Linked DNA regions of Anas platyrhynchos: region 1 is linked to region 2. A link is a contact called in public Hi-C data. All regions are on one chromosome and are shown on one strand. Each heading gives the region's core, a stretch centred on a gene start, on an enhancer-like site or on the middle of the called end of the contact. The rest is flanking DNA. Distances are from core to core; before and after follow the strand shown. Region 1 holds the start of LOC113841945. Region 2 holds the start of CEBPB (CCAAT enhancer binding protein beta).

The links. Hi-C and Micro-C count contacts between places; a contact is called where the count stands out from the background.
Region 1: a contact with region 2 is called in a Hi-C map of F1 follicle, with 6 times the contacts expected there. The contact joins the promoter of LOC113841945 here to the promoter of CEBPB in region 2. A contact is called at or near these places in 6 of 8 Hi-C or Micro-C datasets (F1 follicle, liver, skeletal muscle and 2 more).

Annotation. Positions count from the first base shown.
Region 1 is chr21:10,278,862-10,283,854 of IASCAAS_PekinDuck_T2T, forward strand. It overlaps LOC113841945, which reads right to left and starts at 1,931. Exons shown (of 7, transcript XM_072026615.1): 1 at 1,692-1,931; 2 at 1,311-1,447. PTPN1 (protein tyrosine phosphatase non-receptor type 1) reads left to right here and starts at 1,934. Exons shown (of 9, transcript XM_027473150.3): 1 at 1,934-2,176. The coding sequence starts at 2,114.
Region 2 is chr21:10,114,408-10,119,815 of IASCAAS_PekinDuck_T2T, forward strand. CEBPB (CCAAT enhancer binding protein beta) reads left to right here and starts at 3,163. Exons shown (of 1, transcript XM_072026611.1): 1 at 3,163-4,977. The coding sequence starts at 3,447. The coding sequence ends at 4,430. The region is part of intron 5 of LOC113841945; the gene reads right to left.

The DNA of each region.
Region 1 (4,993 bases), core at 681-3,180, 160 kb after region 2:
TTTACACATTGCAGTAATTCAGTTGCATGTAGCTATAGCATCACAAGCTCCAACCTGTTCTGGGCACAATCAGGTTTACACCTGCATGAACGATGGCCATCCACGGGCATTGCTCTCTGGGGACCATATGAATACTTACCTTTCTGTATGGAGTCACTGAAACACAGCAAGACTCCCCAGATATGATCATAATTCTTAACCTTGAAATCACAGGAAAAAGGGAAAGCAGCAAAGTTGCTAAATTTGTCTTTATCTCCCCAGGTCCAGAAGGTTAAAAATTCACCACCTGTTCTCAAGATAAGGATACTGCCTCACAGCAGACAGATTAGGAGAGAAGATGCAGTCCCCTATCCAGTGCTTTTAGTGCCCTGAAAATCAATCTCTCAACAAGCAGAAACACTTTCATTCACAGGGCTAACATTGCATCTGCCTAGTTCCAAAAATCAGGTCAAGAGAAAGCAGTAAGAAAGGCAAAAAAAAACTTTTTAATACCACCTGCTAATGCCTCCATTCTATTGTAGCACGTGATTAGAGAATAATGTTTCATTGTTTATCTAGCTTAAACCATTTATCCAATTAAGCTGCTTTCTGTAGCTTGCCTTTACTGTTGGCATTCCCATTAACCCTTTCCCCAAATTCTGGGCCGCGCAGCTCATGTCTCTGACTAGTCCTCTCTTCCCAGAGAGCATCCGTTTGCCCTTTAGTAGCCCATTAAGCAAGGCTCAAGTAGGGTGGCACTTTGGGGCTGAACACTGAAACACAGTCTTCCAAAGACTCCGGTCAAATGATTAGGAAAAGCAATGGAAAAGCTTCTGCTAGCAGGAACAGCCAAGTGGTGCAAGGGCTGCAGCTAAGGGACGAAATACCTCTGTCTTCAGTGACATTGATATATCCTGCCTGTTGAGAACCCTACCACTCTGTCTTAAATCCATATTGTGCCTAGGGGATTTGTGAGCACATTCACTTGAAAAACATCTACCACACAAACCCCCTATCTCATTTTGGGTCAGCGCTGATGCTGCAGAGACACCAGGTACACCAAGCCTACACCAACCCTCAGAAGCAACACGGGCACAAAGCCTGAGAAACAGTAATCTAATAAACAGAAGTTGGCTGACATGAGAAGTAAAATTCCTCACGTTGGAAACGAAGCGGGCTCTAGCATTACGCGTGGGATAACTGTGTCCGTATGTTTGGAACGCCTTGTCTTGACCTCAGGAAGAGCACGTTGGCTCCCCAGTACCAGACGTGTAGGCTGAGGCTTTACTCAGTGTTGTGTTTTAGGGTGGGGTAGGATGGCAAACGTTTACCTGCTGGGACAGGACGTGGATAGTAAAGGCCATTTCTGAGTAGGAACGCGAGAACAGAGGACAGGTGACTGAAATCCATTCTGATTTTCTCATGGCACTCATTCCTTCAACTGACAGCACCCACCTCAGCGTGCAGCCTGTGTAAGAGCAAATAACAACTCCTCCATCTCCTGAACACACACAGAGCTGCCTCCAGCCCTCCAGGTCAGGGCACACCGGGGCTCAGCACCCCCAGCACGGCCACCTGCCCGGAGGGGCTGCCCCCCTCACAGCCCCTTCCCCGGGGGGGCGACAACTTTTGGCGGGCTCCCTGCCCGTCCTCCCGCACACGACCCCGGGGCGCTGCCCGCTCCCCTCACAGCCCTGCGGGGAGCGCCCTACCTGGCGGGGCAGCGCCGAGGCACCCGAAATCACCCCTTTTTGCCTCATTTTGCCTGATTTTTGGCTCCTCGTCGCCTCGGGGGGGAGAAAGGGGGCGGCGGGGACAGCGGCCCTGAGGCGAGGAGGAGGAGGAGAAGGAGGAGGAGGCGGCCCGCCCCGACCCACCCTGGGGCGCTCTGGTCTACCCTCGCCCCCTCTCTCCCCCCCAGCCCCCCGGCTGCGGTTGTGGCCGCCCCGGACATCGCGTCGCCGGGGAGGGCGGCGTAGTTCCGGCGGTGGAGCGGGGAGGAGCGGCGTGCCGAGCCAGGCGGCGGCGGCCTCGGCAGCAGCCCGGAGCCCGGGGAGGCAGCGGGGTGCTGCTGCTGGGGGGCACAAGGGGGTGGTGGTGGCGGCCGGGCCGGGCAGTGCTCGGCGTCCCCGCCATGGAGATGGAGAAGGAGTTCCACCGGCTGGACCAGGCCGCCAGCTGGGCCGCCATGTACCAGGTGAGGGGCAGCCGGCTCGGCTCTGCCCCGCGGTGCTGGGGGGGGGGGGGGGGGGGGAGCGCTGGTCCCTCTGCCTGTACCCGCTGCTGAGGGCCGGGGGGGCTCTGCGCTGCGTCTCCCCTCGCGGCTTGCCTGCCCTCCTTCCCCTTTCGCTGAGGGAGGAGGAGGAGAGGAGGCTCCTGGGGGCTCCCCTCTGCCTTACCGAGCGCCTGGGGTCCCCGAGCAGCCCTCGGGGCGCTCCTGCCCCGCTGCTGGGGGCTCCTCGGTGGGCTGAGCGCGGCCCTGAGTGCTCAGCAGCCTTCCAGAGCTGCTTCCTGACCTCGGGGAGCAAAGCCGAGCTCCTGCTGCTTTCTTTAAACAGAAACGATGGCGAGCGGCGTTGCACGCACCTAGGTTTTGGTCGCTGTAATAGCAGAGCAGATCCCCCCAAAATGGCTTGTTAGGGATACTCGTGCAGGGATCTGGTGCTGCTTTTTATTACTTGGTTGATTTAGCCTGGTTGTGACGTTCCTAAAAAGCCGTGTGGCAAACGTTTTTGCGATGGTAAGGTTATTTGCGAACCACGCACAGCTTCGGAGGTGCGGGGACCCGAAGTTAGGCCCTTTGTCTTCAGCAAGTTCTGTGTGCGCTTATCCAAAATGAGGGCTGAGAGAAGACGAAGCATGCTAATGGCTGGGTGGATGTGCTCAGTCAGATCGGGCAGCATTACTGTAAAATCCATTTGAATGCTTAAGCTTCCACATTGCATATTCCAATGAGTTTTAAAATCATATTTGTAATGTAAAACTTGGGCTTTGCATCCCTCTCACTGTATTTCTCTGGCAGTAGACATTAACAAAAAAAAATGGATTTACGAAAATGTAATAAATGAGCTTCAGTTTCAGAATTACTGTAGGCAAGTTTTAAAAGCAGTAGCTTGCAGGATGAATATCTCCAGCAGTTTGGCAATTGGAGAATAAGCATGCAATTTTGAGTATGTTTTTCAGAAAAGCCCATTTTTTGTTAGAGGACTGCATTTCCTGCAGGGTTCCAGCACTTGCTAACTCTATCAGTTGAAAGTCATGTGCATATGTGACGTTATGTTTTTGCTAAACTGTTCTTGACGATTTGGTGTGTTGCAGGCTCAGTGCTCAGGAAATGATTTTGAGTAATATAGCTCTGTAATGGAGGTGGTGTACTGCTACGGGTGCAACTGAGTTACAGAAGTGAAATATGTAAGGAGCTGTAAGATTAATACAGAATGAGGGCCTGTGGCATATTTTCAATGTAGCATTCAGTGATATTTTTGTCCTGCTTTCTTTGAATGATGTGACTCAGTAATCTGCTCAGACTGGGGGACAGAATGAGGTTTGATTGAGAACTAACTTAAAAAAAAAAAAAAAAAAAATCCAGTGATTTGCATCCAACTGTTGACAAGCCTGAGAGGTGGGTTTTTTGTGTTTTATTTTTTTCTTGCTGTTTGTATTTTAAGGTTGGTTAGTAAGTATGTGCATCTACATCATGTAATTCAGTTTCTAACTACATCCTGCTTTTAAATATCAGCTGTTTAAAATGACTTCTTGGCAGATCATGTACATCCAGAAGAACAATGTACTTCACTGTAATCCACGCTTTTGATGTCTTGGCTGACATTAACAATGCTGTTTCCCTATAAATCCAATCTTTGCCTGAAGAATGGAGTAAGTGGAAAAATGTTTGTCATTGGTGCAGTCTTCTATTTCTAAAAAGTCTTCCAAGTTAATTGCACCACAGTTAATTGTACCACTTGCTTCTAGTGCCTAGGTGTTATGATTGTAACTGCTAAAATCCAAAGAAGTTCGGCAGTGTTCTGAATGAAGCATAACACAGTTTACTAACAGAGTCACTTCCTCGTCTTTCTTGGCTAAATTTATTATCGAGAGGGACACTTGTCTGTTAGGACAGAATTAGGGAGGAATTACGAATACACAGGGAGGTGAAGCTAATTGGAAGGATGGCTGCAAGGAGACACGTCTGGGTGCCACGTGACTTTGAAGAGTTAAAATTTTCCAAGCTTCTTTTTTTGGACAAGGGGAAGCTATGTTCGGCTATGATAATGGTACAGTTCTGAAAGAATAAAATTTAAGATTATTTTTTTTAGAGTATAAATTATAACAAGATGGGGACAAAAACATTTCAAAATGAAGAACTACTGTAGGTATTCGTGACGATTCTGCCTTGAGCACTGTATGGTTAGTGGAACTGTTCTCTGGGAAACAGGGTAAATGCAAATGAAGTTCTCAATGTTTTGATTTATTTTTGTTTAAACACCCAGTATCATCCCTTACTTTCATTTAGATTTACTCACTACAAGAACTGTGAGCCATGAGATCTTGTAAAGGTTGTTCAGAGGCCCAATACTTTAAAAGGGTCTGGGTACTGGCCTGCTCTTTTTTTGTAGAAAAGCATACTCAGGTCTCATTTTATTAATTATCTTCTGATCTAAGCATAAGAAATGGTGAGAATGCAAATCTTATATTTGAGCTGCTGACCATTTTCCTTTAACTTACTGTTTTATGGAAGAGGACTTTGATTTGAATGGATAGCAATTTGATATTGTGGTAAAGGTGTGCAGTCTAGAAAACAAATACCTAATGGCAGTTGAATGATACGCAGAGTGCATAAATACCTTTAGGAGTATCAATAGGAATGAAAAGCATTCATTCTGGAGATGTCACAACAAAAAACAGTAGCCCAAAGCTAAGAAAAGCACAGTTTAGGCTTGCTGTTAGAGGAGACAAGATACAGGAAGAAATTTTTGACCAGAACATCAAAGGAATATTGAATCCTCACTTGCTA
Region 2 (5,408 bases), core at 1,913-4,412:
TGCTATGAGCTGCTGCAAGGCAAATAATACTTGAGACGGGTCTATAGCAAGAAGCATAAGAAATTATAGACAGCCTCTATCTAGAGTACGAACCCCAGCCCACAGACCTTCTTAGAAATGCTTCAGTGTTTGATCTGTGACCATTAAACTAATAACACCACCCCAAAGTGAGTGTCCTTCTAGGGACAGCTGCTATAGACCTGGAGTGTGGGAACTGGAAAATTTGCAAGAAATCCTAGAAAAGGAGACAATTTCCAGGAAAAAAAAAAAAAAGTCTCTGCAATGCTTTATTGTAGGTCTGAGCCTGCAGCTGGAAATGTGTGGCTTCTACAGCACAAAAGGGAAACTGGAGAGCAGAATAGCAGAATTTAATTCATGACAGCACTGAGCAGTGACAATGAAATTCTTTCCTCCACTTTGCCTCTTTTCATATCCTTGTCTTACCCTTCCAGTATCTATATTGTTTCACACGCGAATAAAGAGGAATCTGGATTTTATTGCATCAGAAAAACATCTTTTGCTGCTCAAAAATGTTGATGTTCTCACTAAGTAATTTGTGAGTAATGCCGTCTCCTTCCCCAACTGACTAGTTCTGAAAAACTAAGTCATTAAATCAGTAAAAAGAGGGTGCTTTTCATAGAAATGCTGCCTTTCTGCTGCAATCTGCTCTGTCGGGAGACCTGTTACAGAGAGTGAGGCCAGTACCCAGATCCCTTCACCAGGAAGGTCTGCATCTCTCTTCCTATCCAGGCACCTCTGTGTGGAGAAGGCTTTCCAGGACCATTAGCAGCCTCCGCACACCTGGTCAGGCCAAGCCGTGGCACTTGCAGGGACGGAGCTCGGTGTGCCAAGACCTCCACCCAACCCTCTGCGGTGCGAGCTTCACCCTACACCTGTTCCCATTTCAAAAACCCCATTTCTGGCCATGCATTTGTTATGACAAGTGCAGAAACAATTTAAAAGAGACTGGAGTTAGCTCAAAACCTGCTTGCCGAACGTTAGGGTTTTGGATGAGTGGTTAGTCCCGCCAACAAGGTTCCCATGAGAAGCTGAGAATGGACGTTGGCTCCGTGAGAGTGGATGTTGGGATTTGAGGTGAGCTGGAGGAAGTTTAAAGAGATCTCGGTGCAGCAGGGAGGTGAGGGGGGAGAAGGGAAGGAGGGGACAAGCTGGGCATCCAACCTCAATTACCACTCCGGCTGACGTGTGATCTCAGTGACTACGGGATTACTCAGCACTGGCCTGGAAAAGGAGGTGTGGGCCACACCATCCCTGATATAATCTATTTCACATGACAGTTGCACAGACGTTTTATTTTGTTAGGGAAGATCAGCCTGGGCGGGAGTACGGCTTTCTGCCGCTGAGCTGCAGGGAACAGGGCAGAAATTCGGAGAGGGCAAACTCAGATCTCCACGAGTGTCTTGAAAAAAAATGCCCACCAAATTTATCAATCAGTTTTAGCATTAAATTTTAGCCAGTGGCCGTGGCAACCCGTCAGGGTAATGCCAGGAAAAACCAAACAGGCGTTTCAGCAGGAGACCTTCTGCTTGTGGGTTCCCGAGCTGTTTTGGAGGTAGGAAGCGCATGAGACCGATTTTCAAGAGTTCAGTTGCAAGGGCCAGTTAGGGCAGCCGCTGGATGTAACTGCCAGATCAGAAGGCAGGATAAAGACACAGAACGAGAGGGTAAACAGCCAGGAGAACAAGCCCCGGCTCCCTGCGACTTGCCAGTATTTGCACCCAATACAGATGTTTGTGTTTAGGAAGGTATGGGCTCCAGCTACAACCTCCAGACCCAGATCTCTGGCCAGGCCCAGCTCCAATTTAATCTCTGGTGCATTCACCAAAGATTAACTTGGTAGATAAAGATGGAACTAGAAATATTTGAAGCCTGAAAACCAGTTAGGGTACTTTTGTTATGGAAAGAAAAATCTCTTTAAAACGCGAGAAGAAAAGGCAAAGAAAACTAAAAAAAAAATGCAAGAAAGACAAATTGTGATGGTCCACTGACTGATTTCTGAATTCTTCCTCTTTTCAAAGTTCTGAGGTTTGAACATTATGAACAGTTGACTGTTTGAATCGTATAATGCAATACCTGTTCCTCTGGCTTAACGTTACAATATTTCCCACACCGCAGGATTGCTTCACATTATTCTAAGAGGCAGTGTCATTTTCCCTGCAGTGCTAGGTCTTCTTTACTGAGGCGAAGGACACTCCTACTTCCTTTAATTATATGTTTTGTTTTAAATTAATGTCCTTTATTCTGGCGATGAATCACCGGCTTGTAGACAGGTAAATGTGGGAGTAAGAGAGTGAAAATATAAGTTTGATTCCCAAGGTGGGTGTCTTTAATTAAAACGGACATCAAGATTCAGTCTTCCTTCCCAAACTTACCCTGCCATTCTGCAGGCTCTGGGCTCTCATGTTGCCGTGCACGTACCGGCCTGCTTCAGAACCGCCTGGGTCCCCTTTGGGTCCAGGGCACAGATCCCCTATCGTTTGTGTACCCTGACAGTTGCACCACATCGTGCAAAGTAAATACGCCGAGACAAACTTTAAGGCCACCATCCCGGCACGAAGGGCTGGGGAGGGGAGCTGTGGCTTTGCTGTGACTGCTCCAGCGGCGAGCAGGGAGCCCGGAGCCGCTTCTCCCTGCTCCCTGCCGGCCCCTGGACAACGCCGCTGCGCTCCCCTGCCCGCAGAGCTGCCGCCGGCTGTTCCTCCCCCGAGCACCGCACGGCGAGCACCGCGCTCTGCCCTCCGTTCGCAGCGCTCCCCCGCTTTGCCAAAAGAGCTTGGAAAAAGCCAAACCAGCCAGCTGAATAACCCCTCGCTGCCTGCTTTTCCCCGGGGGCAAACAGAGCCCGGCGGGGCGGGGAGCGCTGCACCCCTGCGTCCCCAAACGCGCGCACCCCGCAGGGTGCGGGGCTGCTCCGCACCCCCCCGGGGCCCATCGCTGCCCCCTCCCCGGGGCCGGGCAGGGAGCGGGGGGCACCTGCGGTCCCAGCCCCGCTCCGGGCGGTCCCGGCGGCGGTGCCGGCCCCCGCAGCCGCTCCGCACCCGCTCCGCACCCGCGGGCCGGGGCCGGCGGCAGCTCGGCGTGGCAGGCGGCCAGGCGGTGACGCGCCTGTTGCTATGGGATCGGCCGCCCCTATAAATAACCGAGCGGAGGAACTTTCCTAAGGCAGAGGCTTTTAGGACGCGGGCCCCGCAACCAGATGGTCCGCAGGAGAAGCGCCAGCTCCAGCCGCAGCACCCGGAGCGGCAGAGCCCCGCCGAGCCGCAGGGACTGAGCCGGCGCCGGGGGGGGCAGCGCAGCAGCCGCGGTGCCCAGCGCCGGAGCCCGAGGCAGGGTCCGGAGCCCCCCACCCCGACGGCGGCAGCTCGATCCTCTGCCGGGGGGGCCCCCTGCGCCGTCTTCTCCTCCCCGCATCCCCCTTTGCTTTCATGCAACGCCTGGTGGCCTGGGACGCAGCATGCCTCCCCATCCAGCCGCCCGCCTTTAAATCCATGGAAGTGGCGAATTTCTATTACGAGGCGGACTGTCTGGCTGCTCTCAACAAGCTGCACCCGCGGGCGGCCGGGGGCCGCTCCATGACCGAGCTGACCGTAGGGGACCACGAGCGAGCCATCGACTTCAGCCCCTACCTGGACCCCTTAGCATCCCAGCAGCCGGCGCAGCCGCCTCCTCCCGCAGCAGCAGCAGGGGGCAACTTTGAGCCTCCGTGCAGCAGCGGCGGCGGCCAAGATTTCCTTTCCGATCTCTTCGCCGAGGACTATAAAGGCAGCGGCGGCAAGAAGCCCGACTACACCTACATCAGCCTCGGCCGGCACGGCCACCCGTGCGGCAGCCAGAGCCACAAGCCGGGGGGGCTGCCGGGCTGCTTCCCGCCCCAGATCGTGGAGACCAAAGCCGAGCCGGTCTTCGAGACCCTGGACTCTTGCAAAGGGCCCCGTAAGGAAGAAGGGGGGGCCGGGCCGGGACCGGGGGGCATGTCCTCGCCCTACGGCAGCACCGTGCGCTCCTACCTGGGCTACCAGTCGGTGCCGAGCGGCAGCAGCGGGAACCTGTCCACCTCGTCCTCCTCCAGCCCCCCCGGCACCCCCAACCCCTCCGAGTCCTCCAAGTCGGCCGCGGCCGGCGGGGGCTACTCGGCCCCCCCCGCGGGCAAGAACAAGCCCAAGAAGTGCGTGGACAAGCACAGCGACGAGTACAAGCTGCGCCGGGAGAGGAACAACATCGCGGTGCGCAAGAGCCGCGACAAAGCCAAAATGCGCAACCTGGAGACGCAGCACAAAGTCTTGGAACTGACGGCCGAGAACGAGCGGCTGCAGAAGAAGGTGGAGCAGCTCTCCCGGGAGCTCAGCACCCTCAGGAACTTGTTCAAACAGCTGCCCGAGCCCCTGCTCGCCTCCTCGCCGCGCTGCTGACCCCCTTTCCCCGGGGCCGGCCGGAGGGGAGCGCCGGTGGCCGGCTCCCCGCTGCGCCCCCCCCCACCCCCCATGCCGGGGGAGCCCGGGGCTGGGGGCTCGCAGCGTGCCCCCGGGGCTCCCCCCGGGCTCGGCGGGGTTTTCTGCTCGGTTTGCTCTTTATTTACGCGTCGGCGGAGGGGCCCGGTGAGGCCGCCTGGGCGCGGGGGCGCGCCGGGGGTCGGGGGTCGGGGGCCGGCGGCCGCGGGGCTCTGCGGGCTGCTGGGCGCTGGGGGTATTTAACACAGCGAGAGGAGAGCAGGGCGAAGTGATGCAATCCTTGAAGCATGGCTGGGAATGCTGCGTACATGATGCAATCTCGTGTAACTGTCAGTCATGGATTGAGTAATCTGTTAAAGATGTTCCTACGTTTGTTTTTTTTTTTATTATAAAGAATAATCTATTTCTATAAGAAAATACATATGTATATTTTGGGATCTATGCATTCTTGCTACGTTTGAAGCATTAATGAACAATTTTAATAAACTTTATGACTAGGTTAAAAAAAGTAGCTTGTTTTATTTGGAAGGCACGTTTGAAGCTAGCTTAAAGGCAGAGCTGAAACTCTAGCTGCATCTGGCTCGGTGCTGTGATCAGGGAGCAGGATTTCTGTTGGTCTTTTCACTTTCTCTGTGACTCAGAGAAAAACAAAAACAAAAACCCCAAGAGAAAGCCAGCAAAGAGCAGGGCTGGAAGCTTCAGCCAGTTCTTGTTGCCTCATTTTATTTCCTCTAATCACTTGCTTTAGCTGCCGCTTGGGTATTGTGTGGGGAGGAGGTGGTTGTTTGGCGTTTTCGGATTTTGCACTTCTTGCTGTTCCCAACGTGTAGAGCGAGGTGTGCTGTCCAAACCGGGGCCGGTCCTTGGCAAAGTAACTCCGACTCTGAAGTGGGAGGGAGGAAGAAAAAGTAAGGGAGGAAGCTTTAATTAATTTATTTA